Regions from separate parts of the Mus musculus genome. Here region 2 is linked to region 1. Evidence: chromatin contacts called from public HiChIP or PLAC-seq data. All regions are on one chromosome and are shown on one strand. The core of a region is the stretch at or near the end of the contact, and the rest is flanking DNA. Distances in the headings are between cores, read along the strand shown. Region 1 overlaps Cpne2 (copine II). Region 2 overlaps Pllp (plasma membrane proteolipid).

Region 1 (4,972 bases), core at 592-3,091:
TCTGCTAAAAATTAGTACACACAGGCTAAAAATAGTCTGGGTCAAGGCCTCTTCCGATCCCGCTGCTACTCCTGCCCTTGGAAGCCTGGATGGAAGGAAAAACCAACCCAGCCCTGGTCTCAAAATAGATTGTCACTCAGGGCTCTGCTATGTGTGTTCCAGGCCAGGAGGTGGTTCCTGCCCCTACTACCATGTACCCACGATGCCCAGCCCTGCTCCCACCCTGGCTTTGGTGCCCATAGCAGGTGGGCATGCTAGACTGGACAAGTCCAGAATTCTATACAAGGCACAATCGCCTCTGCCACCCAAGACCTTGGCCTCACCCAGCTCTGCCTCCTCTGTTTCCTCTTAGCAGCATACACAGTGTGCTTTTGAGAACAGGGTTTACAGGCTGGCAGGATGGCTCAGCAGGCAAGAGCACCGACTGCTTTTCTGAAGGTCCTGAGTTCAAATCCCAGCAACTACATGGTGGCTCACAACCACCCGTAATGAGATCTGACACCCTCTTCTGGTGCGTCTGAAGTCAACTATTATACTTACGTATAATAATAAATAAATTTCTGGGCTGGAGCAAACAGGGACTGAGCGAACAGAGTTGACCCAGAGCGAGCAGAGGTCCTAAGAATAAACACATACATAAAATAAACAAATAAATCTTAAAAGAGAGCGAGAGGGAGAGAAAAGGGTTTTCTTAAGTAAAACATAGAAAATCCACACAGTCACAGGCTTTCATTTTACAGAGGAAAAAGCAGGCCCAGATAGAGAGAGGATTTGTCCTCTGTCACATACCAGTCTGGGATGTGGCCTGAGCTCCTACCCCGGTCCCTGGGAATGGGGAGGGTTCATAGAGTCCGAACTGGGCTTGAATCTTGCACCTGCCTCCCTCTGACTTAACATCTCTGATCTTTGGTGTTCTTACCGATGAGCTGAGGCTCATGAGATGTGAGTGCTGGCGGGAGGCAGTGAGGTACCTCAGTGAGTGCACTGAGGCAGCTAGCCATCAAGGGAACCTGGCCACCACGACTCTGCCTCCCATTCCCCCCACTTCCTGCCCCCCCCCCCATCCCTCCACCAGTTCGACAGAACAGAAACAGCCGTCAACAACCTCAACCCAGCCTTCTCCAAGAAGTTCGTGCTGGACTACCACTTCGAGGAGGTGCAGAAGCTCAAGTTCGCCCTGTTTGACCAGGACAAGTCCAGTGCCCAGTTGGATGAGCATGATTTCCTGGGCCAGTTCTCCTGCAGCCTGGGCACGGTGAGCCTGGGGCTCCCGAGTAGAGTGGGGTACCCAAGGGCCTCACCATCAACCTCTGCTCTTGGGGTCAGGCGGGTCTCAGTCAGGATTTTCTGTCCCCTACTTTCCCTAGCCAATCCTCCCGGGCTCCCCATCTGCTACACAGACAACCCCCCCTACGCCCACCTCCCAGGAGCCAACAGGTCCCAGGGGTGTTGTAGCCCAGAGAGTCTGGCACCAGACAGACCGCTCCCACTGAAGGGGCAACCAAACCCAGTGCCAGCTTCCTGCTACCACAGAGAAGTGGGGACAGTGTGATTCATGGTGCTGTCACCACCGTCCTGTGGTTGACCTATTCCCAAGAGCCCCTGATGCCTCCCTGAGTGCTCCTCTCTGCCTCTCCCACCCCAGATTGTCTCCAGCAAGAAGATCACTAGGCCTCTGCTGCTGATGAATGACAAGCCAGCGGGGAAGGGCGTAATCACGGTACCAGACCTCCCCCACCAGCCTTTCACATCCCTTTTCTGTCTCCGCCACCCTCCCCCATCAATGGACTGCTTCTCCAGCAGATAATCACCAGCTTTGTTGGGAGTAAAAAGGCCCAACTTACAACTTAGCAACAGGTCTCTTAGCAACGGGCTCCTGGCTCTACAGATGAAGTACTGGGGGCTGCCTGGCTGGGGGACTGTCAGAAGGCCCTGCATGATGCGGCTCAGGATCAGGGGTCTTCTTATCATGTGGGGAGGGGTGTCCATAGCCCCCACAACATCCTCCCCCACCAATACTAACCCCTGCTGCTTCTCCCCTGGAGAGCATTTCACGAGCACCGGATGCATACAACCGGTTGTCTCAGCACAGTGATTCCAACAACTGTAATGGTTCCCCCCTGCACCTTGCAGTGAAGTGAATCCAGCAAAGTGCAGGCTCTTCCTGTAGATGGGTTGCTTGGTCCTCGGAGGCCTAGGAGGCAGGGCAAACCCCATCTCATGGAGGAGAGACATGATGAGCAAGAGTGTGTTCCTCTGACAAGATTGTCCATACAGCCTGTAACGCGCTGCTGTAGGCACCCCATACTCCTGTGTATTCTCGGGGGCCCTCCCATGGCTCCCCACGACCTTGTAGTCTTTCCTTCAGCTATGAGGACCTGCTTTGCTTCCCTGCCTCCAAATTCCACCCTTTCTCCTCATGCCCCAAGTTCAGGGCAAGCTAAAATCTATAACATGCCTCAAATAGCCCAAGATGATTCCCGGATTCCCGGGCTGTTGATGCAGCCTAAAGGTGCCTCCTAGTGCACACACACACACACACACACACACACACACACACACACACACTCAGAGTTCACAGCCAGCTCTCAGGGCAGCCTCCTTATATTCCTCATATGCCAGCACAGCAACCCCACTCTTGTTTAGGAATGCCAGTTATTCTACTCCAAGCCCATATTCCTTCCTCTGGAAGATGGGACTTGGCACCATCCTATGGTCTGAGTGAAGAACAAGGAGAGAGAAATGGCCCCAGGGCCTTGGCCTGTTGTACAGGGGACAGAAGGTTGGCCAGTCTTAAGGTTAAGCCCATCTTAGAGTGCATCTGTGGGGAGAGGCCACAGCAGGCTTTTGGCAGTTGTGCTGAGGTCTGAGGGCGTTGGCTATGGGGAAGACATGTGTGTGCTCCTCGTCCTTCCCTGAACCTCAGTTCACTGAGCTGTGTGCACCTGGCTTCTTAGAACTCAGGTTGGAGAGAAAGAGCTTAGGAAAGTCTATACTCTCTGGTACAGCCCATAGCTCACGCCGGCCACTCCTGCCTAACCCCCACAGTATCTCACTTTCTGATTCCTTGTGACCGTTGGATCATTATCCCATTTCTCAGAAAATGGAAACCAAGGTTTAGAAGTCAAGAGGCTGGTCCTGGGTCACATGGCACTCACTCTCCCTTTTACCCTGCACCTAGCCCTGGAGAATTCCATCCTGGAATGGTGGGGAAGGGAAGGAGCAGACACCCCCACCCCCACGCCCCGTCACCCCACTCCCACCCCCACCCCTTCTCACAGCCACGACCTTTCAGATTGCAGCCCAAGAGCTGTCAGACAACCGAGTCATCACACTGAGCCTGGCTGGCAGGAAACTGGATAAGAAGGTAAGCCAGGCAGAGAGGGGCTTCCATGAACAACAGGGTTTCCCACCACAGAGCCCTGGGGCTCGGTCTCTGGCTCCATCATTTTCATTTCCTGACACGGGTCGGGCCAAGCACTGAACCACTCAAGTCAGACTTTCGCCAACTCTCGGGGGGAAGTGTCCTGCCACTTAGAGGGAGGCAGCTTGAGACCGGAAACTTTCTTGTGGCCCCCTTCTCCCCACAGGGCTCCACTGTGACCCTCCAGAGTCCTTCCCCCTCATCCCCTTTGGCCACCAGGTTAGACCAGACCCTCTTGCTCTCCTCAGCTGTATTAATGTTCTCATTTTCAAGTGCTGAGGACGGGACCCAGGACTCTGCTGTGGAGTCACAATACCGGGTGCCGGGGATAAACCAGGCATCTTCCAGTCTCAGACCCACTGCCCTCTCTTCTCACCACCTGGGACCCCTACAGTGAACATTGTCACTGTGTCCTTCCCACATTCTGTCCTTCTACAACCCTTCCCTGGAGACACAGTGGCAGTGCCCCTCGGTTGCCTGTGGTCACTCATGCTGCTGTCCCGTACATTCTTCCTTGACCCGCTCTGTCCCCTTCACTTCTGTGTAACATCTTTAGATGTCTTTTTTTTTTTTTAATGTACATTAATGAATTTCTAGAGGCCACCATGCCCTTTGGTGACTGGCACCATAGATTTATTTATTCATTACCTTTGGAGGGGTCCGAGACACTATGGGACATATGGTCAGAGAACAGCTTATGTAGTCCGCTCTCTTCCTTCCACCATGTGGGTTCTGGGGGAGCAAATTCAAGCCCTCGGGCTTGATGGCAAAGACCCTTACCTGCTGAGCCATAACACTGCCCTGGACTGTAGTTTTAGGTTTCATTCAAAAGTCCTTGGGCCTGGGCTTATTAAAGGCATGGTGTTCTTGGAGTTGCCTCCTCCTCCTGCTGCTGCTGCTGCTGCTGTTTCTGCATACAAGGCTTAGGGTCTCTAGAACACAGAAACCTTGTCTTATTATGGGGGGTTTCATATTTCTCAGTTGGATGCACCAGGCCTCTGGCTGAACCTCGAGGAGACTTAGGGGAAGAGAAGGGACAGACCTGTTGCACCATACCTCCCACCAACTGTAAATCAGGGACGTGGCTGGGTTACACTCAAGTCCCCTTGAATCTGGTTGGGCCACGCCCTCTCACACATGTCCTGTCTTCCCCCAGGACCTCTTTGGGAAGTCAGACCCTTTTCTTGAGTTTTACAAGCCAGGAGATGATGGCAAATGGATGCTGGTCCATAGGACCGAGGTAGGTAAAAGGGGGCCATGGGTTCTCATGACTCTGGTCAAACTGGCCGTGGGGCGTGGCCTGTGATGTCTGAGCCACTCCCACAGCTGGAAACACGGCTGTGGGTTTGCCCATCTCTTCACACGCTTCTCTAATGGATCTGTGAGCACACTGCTCTTCCCTGTCCCCCAGGTGATTAAGTACACCCTGGACCCGGTGTGGAAACCATTCACTGTCCCGTTGGTGTCCTTGTGTGATGGCGACCTGGAGAAGCCCATCCAGGTTAGTGAGTCTGCAGCCCCGTTCCCCACCCTGCTAGCCTCACCTCC
Region 2 (4,720 bases), core at 1,062-3,561, 130 kb after region 1:
TCTGGCATTATGTTCTAAGGGTCAGGGGCAAGAACTACACAGGCCAGACATGTCAGATGGTGCCAGGCACAGCACTCTGGAGTGACAGTGGGGTAACTTTATATACATAAGGGACCTAGTGTCCACAAGTAACATTCAGGGCTAGGGATGTGGCTCAGGTAAAGCTGTTGCCCAGCCTCCCAAGGACCTGTGGTTCCAGGCCCAGAACTGAAAACAAAAACAACCAGTAATAATACTCCAGGCTCCCAGGAGTTTTCTGAATCAGTTTTGTACCCTGTATGTGGCGTGTGCTTTCAGAGGCTTGAGTCTCCGTTCCCAAGATGGAGTTCACTAATTTTAAACCACTCTCACCAGGAAGATGGAAGACACCACGCATTGGCTGTCCTGTCCTGGACATGACCACAACTCCAGTTTCCTTCTCTAAAAAAGAACCCATAGTCTCTGCCTTTAGACGTGAACTGGGTAGTGTGAATGGCCGTCTGACACAGTCCAAGTTTGGAATTTTTATAAGAGAATACTAGTAAAAAAAGAAATGTAGACGGAATGTCTAGTGATGACAGCCAGCCTGAGGTGACAATGTGACAGTGTCCACAGTGGATCCCATGCATTCAGGTCCCCTTGAGTTCTGCTGTTCACTAAGGAAGGAGGCCCACTGAGCATCCAGCCAGTGACAACTCAGACAGGAGCCTGTGAGTTCACAAAGGCCTGGGCTGGATACCCTGCAGAAGGCTGGAGCCTGGGACATACTTACAGAGGCAGCTGAGCGCTGGTTATATGGCCGGGAGCCCCTCAGGGATGTCAGATCGACCGCCGCTGCACAGGCGATAAAGGCAGTAATGTAGAGAACCGTGGCAGCGACAAAAAAGATCAGTAACTGTAGGGGGAAGGGCGAGAGGCATAAGCATCCACAAAGAACATCACCACCTTGAAGCCCTGACGGGAAGGCCTGAAGTGTTGGGACGGTGCCACCACAACGAGCCACTTGCCTCTAACCAGCTAAAGAAATGCCATCTCTTGTGTGGCACACGCCATGCCCATGTTCTTCCTATGACCACATCAGCACTTGGCCATGTGCCTGGCCCTCACATCCCTCTGCCCACCAGTGGGAGAAATCTATGACTCCCTTATACTATCCTAAACTCAAGGGCAAATAACAGGGCCAGGGTCCTAGGGAATCTCTACAAAGCACCAAGAAGACTGGATGTGAGCCTTCAGCTGGCAGCGGGGCCTGTTCCATACCCCCAGTGGATGCCTCTTGTCCTCAAACCGGTCTCCAGCCATTTATTGTGCTATACATTTTTAATTGCCAACATTTAAAATTAGATTTCATGTGAAAACTTGAAAATTTCATATTAAACATGTTCAAGATTTCTGGACATAGTGGTACACACCTGTAATCCCAGCATCTCAAGAGGCAGAGGCCAACTTGGTGCATATAGTGAGATGCTATATCAAAATATCAATTAAGATAAGTAGTTGTAGCTCACACCTTTGATCGCAGCACACAGGAGGTAGAGGCAGGCCGATCTCTGAGTTTAAGGCCAGCCTAGACTAGTGAGTTCCAGGTCAGCCAGGGCTACTGAGAAAACCTAGCTCAAAATAAAACAAAACAAAACACCCTCAAAGCTGGGCAGAGTAGCTTACAGGAGCCAGCATGTCAGACACAAAGACAGGAAGACCATGGATTCCAGGTCAGTCGGGCCTACACATCAAAACTGTATCAAAAAAACAAAGCAAACAGCTACCTCAGGGCTGGGCATGTATCTCAGTGTAAAGCTCTGCATTCATGAGGTCCTGGATTTGATCCCTAGCGCCATCAGTACAACAAACAAAATACCTCAAGGCTTGGCACCAGTGGGCCACATCCTCTCAAGGTTGAAGCCGGGCAGAGGCAGCTTCTCAGGGCCAGGTACTTGTTAGGTTTCTAGAACCTTCCTGGCCCAGTTCACTAGTCCATCTTACCTGACCCTTTATATTAAACATGTCCCCAGAGTTGAGAAGGGTCATCACCCAGTTCCTCTCCCAGCTCAGCCCAGCAGCACCAGACACAGCCCCCAGCTGACCTCCTTCACTGGCGCTGTGCTGTGCTGCCAGCCTTGCCTCAGAGACAGAGGTCTCCAGCCTTGTGGAATTCTTCTTTAGGGGCTTGGGATATTCAGAAGGGGGCTAGACCTTTAGCCAGGAGTCCAGCCACCGCCACCTCAATCCCAAATCTTGTCCCCAAGTACAGTGACCACTGCACACCCTGCCCGGCTCTGGCTAGCGAGACCAGGATCTAACAAACCCATTCTGTCTCGGCATGACTCACGTTTCCTCTCGCTAAACAAGCATTGAATTGTAAACAATCGCTGCCTAGTTCCAGCCTCGCCTGCCTTACAATCATGCGCCTCTGTGCTCACTAAAAGGCTCAGACCCAGCTGCATGGGTTTTCTGGGTTCCAGAAAAAAAAAAAAAAAAACCCAGCCAGAGGAGCCTGGCCTGAGACAAACCTGGGGCACCCATTCTCTCCAGAGAGCCAGGGCCTGGAGAGAATGGAGGCAGCTGGCACTGACAAACCCAGACCTCCGAGCTCAAAATTCTGATCCCCCTCAAGAAAGAACAATATCCCAAGATTCCCAAGGATATCTGCAGAGTCAGTCAATAGCCTCTCGATGCTGGTCTCTTCCAAGCACCAAGTCAAACACTCCACTTCCGTCATTAACATACCTTCCCACCCCAGCTCCTCATGTAGCTAAGAGGCAGGAGGATGGCATCACACCCACCCACCTGCCCTCCATTTCACATTTATGGAAGGTCAAGAGGTCCCGTCCTAGCCATTCACAGACGAGAGGACTCAGCCTGGAGCCGCACAGTCCCTGCCCCAAACTCACCACCAACGGCCAGGGCACCATGTACAACTTCATGTGCAGTTGAAACAGGTAGATGATGAAGAAGACGATTGTCACCAGCCAGAGGAAGACAGCGACAAACATGACCCAGCCATAGGCAGGATACAGATGGTATGGGGTGTCAGCAATCAGGGCCCACACCAGCAGCCCCAGTGCCTGTGGAAAAATAAGGGGGAGTTTCTCAGAGCTGAACAGCTCCAGCCGGAGGCTCGGGCCTTGGCCCCCTTTCTTGTTAACTCAAAAAGTTTAGGCTGGCAAGATGGCTAAGAGGGTAAAATGTTTGTCACAAGCCTGACAACCGGAATTCAATTCTGGAACTCAGGTGTAAGGAGAAAAGTGACGACCAGCGGTTGTCCTCCAGCCTTTCTGTGTTCACTGTGGCATGGAACATGGTCACACGCACGTACAATTAAAAACAGCTTCTTCAAAGAAATCTTGACTCCTGTTGTTTACATCTGTGCTGGGCATCTTGTCTGGCCACTCTTCCCCCTTTCAATTCCCATCATGCTGTGTGACAAAAGGCTCTTCCCCGGTGTGACGGTTTGTATATGCTGGGCCCAAGGAGTGACAGGATTAGAAGGTATGGCCCTGCTGGGTAGGGTGTCATTGTGGGTGTAGGTTATAAGTCTCACATTCTAGCTGCCTTGAAGTCAGTCATCTGCTAGCAGCCTTCAGATGAAGATGAACTCTCCGCTCCTCCTGCACCATGCCTGACTGGATTCGCCTCCGTTCTTGCCTTGACGATACTGGACTGAACCTTTGAACCTGTATGTCAGCCCCAATTAAATGTTGTCCTTTATAAGACTTGCCTTGGTCATGGTGTCTGTTCACAGCAATAAAACCCTAACTGAGACACCCAGGTCCCCAGATAGTACCACCCAAGGTAGGAACGGTATCTCTCTCATAGAGTATATGCTCCTCATACCAGAACTGCCCACAGCATTCCAGGGGCTTGACTTTGCCACAGGTGCAGAAAAAAAAAAAATGCTAGAAGCCAGTCAGGGAGGCTAATACTTGTAATCCCAACACTGGAGGAAAAAAGAGACTTACGAATGAGTTCAAGGCAAACATGAGTCATAGGCCAGTCTTGCCCACATGAGCCCCTGTTTCAAAACAAAACTCTGTCTCAAAAAAAGGGGTGGGGGGAGTAGTGGAGAGATGGCTCAGTGGTTAAGACTGGCTGCTCTTCCAGAGACCCTGAGTTCAATTCCCAGCAACCACATGGTGGCTCACAACCATCTGTAATGGGGATCTGGTGCCCTCTTCTGGTGCGTCTGAAGATAGCAACAGTGTACTCATATGTAAAATAAGTAAATCCTTAATAGATAAATAAATAGATAGATAGACAGAAAGGGGAGCGTTTCAAGATGGCTCAGCAGGTAACAGGACTTATTGCCTAAGCTGGAAAGCCTGACAACTTGAGGCGGCCCCTCCCTCCAGAACCCAGAGTGGAAGAGAAGAGCCAGTGGGATGGTAAGCCACGCCAGGAAGCTTGGTGGGTAGAGTAGCCAGGTACCCCCACATCCCCGACTGAGTGTGTAGAACCTAAAAGCATGGGCTTTGTTTAAAACCCGTTCCTCTTCCACCTGCACAACTGCGCAGTGCTTCCTTACCTCATTCGTAACAGTGCAGGGACCACACCCACCTGAGACAGCTACTCAAAGCTCAGTTTTATACTTGAGAGTGACGGTCAGCCTTATGTAAATTTCTCCCCCCTCGAGTCCTGCCACAAAGCACCAAACTCAGATGGTTCTACCCATAGACTTCTTGTAGGAGCATAGCCCAAAGACCCTGGGGAAGACCCAGGGATAGTACAACCCCGTGACTGTCCT

What was found. HiChIP or PLAC-seq counts read pairs in DNA pulled down with a chosen protein or histone mark.
Region 2: an HNF4G HiChIP or PLAC-seq map of pancreatic cancer cells shows a contact between it and region 1. The contact joins two enhancer-like sites. A contact is called at or near these places in 3 of 39 promoter capture datasets (HPC-7-derived erythroid cells, hematopoietic stem and progenitor cells and pre-B cells), 8 of 115 datasets of contacts at active chromatin or transcription factors (embryonic stem cells, large pre-B cells, pancreatic cancer cells and 1 more) and 3 of 9 other capture datasets (adipose tissue, liver and pancreatic islet).

The regions. Positions count from the first base shown.
Region 1 is chr8:94,550,095-94,555,066 of GRCm38.p6, forward strand. It overlaps Cpne2 (copine II), which reads left to right. Exons shown (of 16, transcript NM_153507.2): 3 at 1,076-1,255; 4 at 1,646-1,720; 5 at 3,296-3,367; 6 at 4,581-4,664; 7 at 4,836-4,925. It overlaps Gm38555 (a long non-coding RNA gene), which reads right to left. Exons shown (of 4, transcript XR_879111.3): 3 at 4,205-4,356; 4 at 508-618. Among named protein-coding and RNA genes, the nearest start is that of Gm38555, 15 kb to the right of the region's middle. Within about 2 kb of position 1,842, at least 125 of the 459 cell types and tissues checked have an H3K27ac peak or open chromatin away from gene starts, as enhancers often do. A contact at or near this core is called in adipose tissue and pancreatic cancer cells, where this site is marked.
Region 2 is chr8:94,676,475-94,681,194 of GRCm38.p6, forward strand. Pllp (plasma membrane proteolipid) reads right to left here. Exons shown (of 4, transcript NM_026385.4): 2 at 2,871-3,044; 3 at 752-874. Among named protein-coding and RNA genes, the nearest start is that of Arl2bp, 12 kb to the left of the region's middle. Within about 2 kb of position 2,312, at least 105 of the 459 cell types and tissues checked have an H3K27ac peak or open chromatin away from gene starts, as enhancers often do. A contact at or near this core is called in adipose tissue and pancreatic cancer cells, where this site is marked.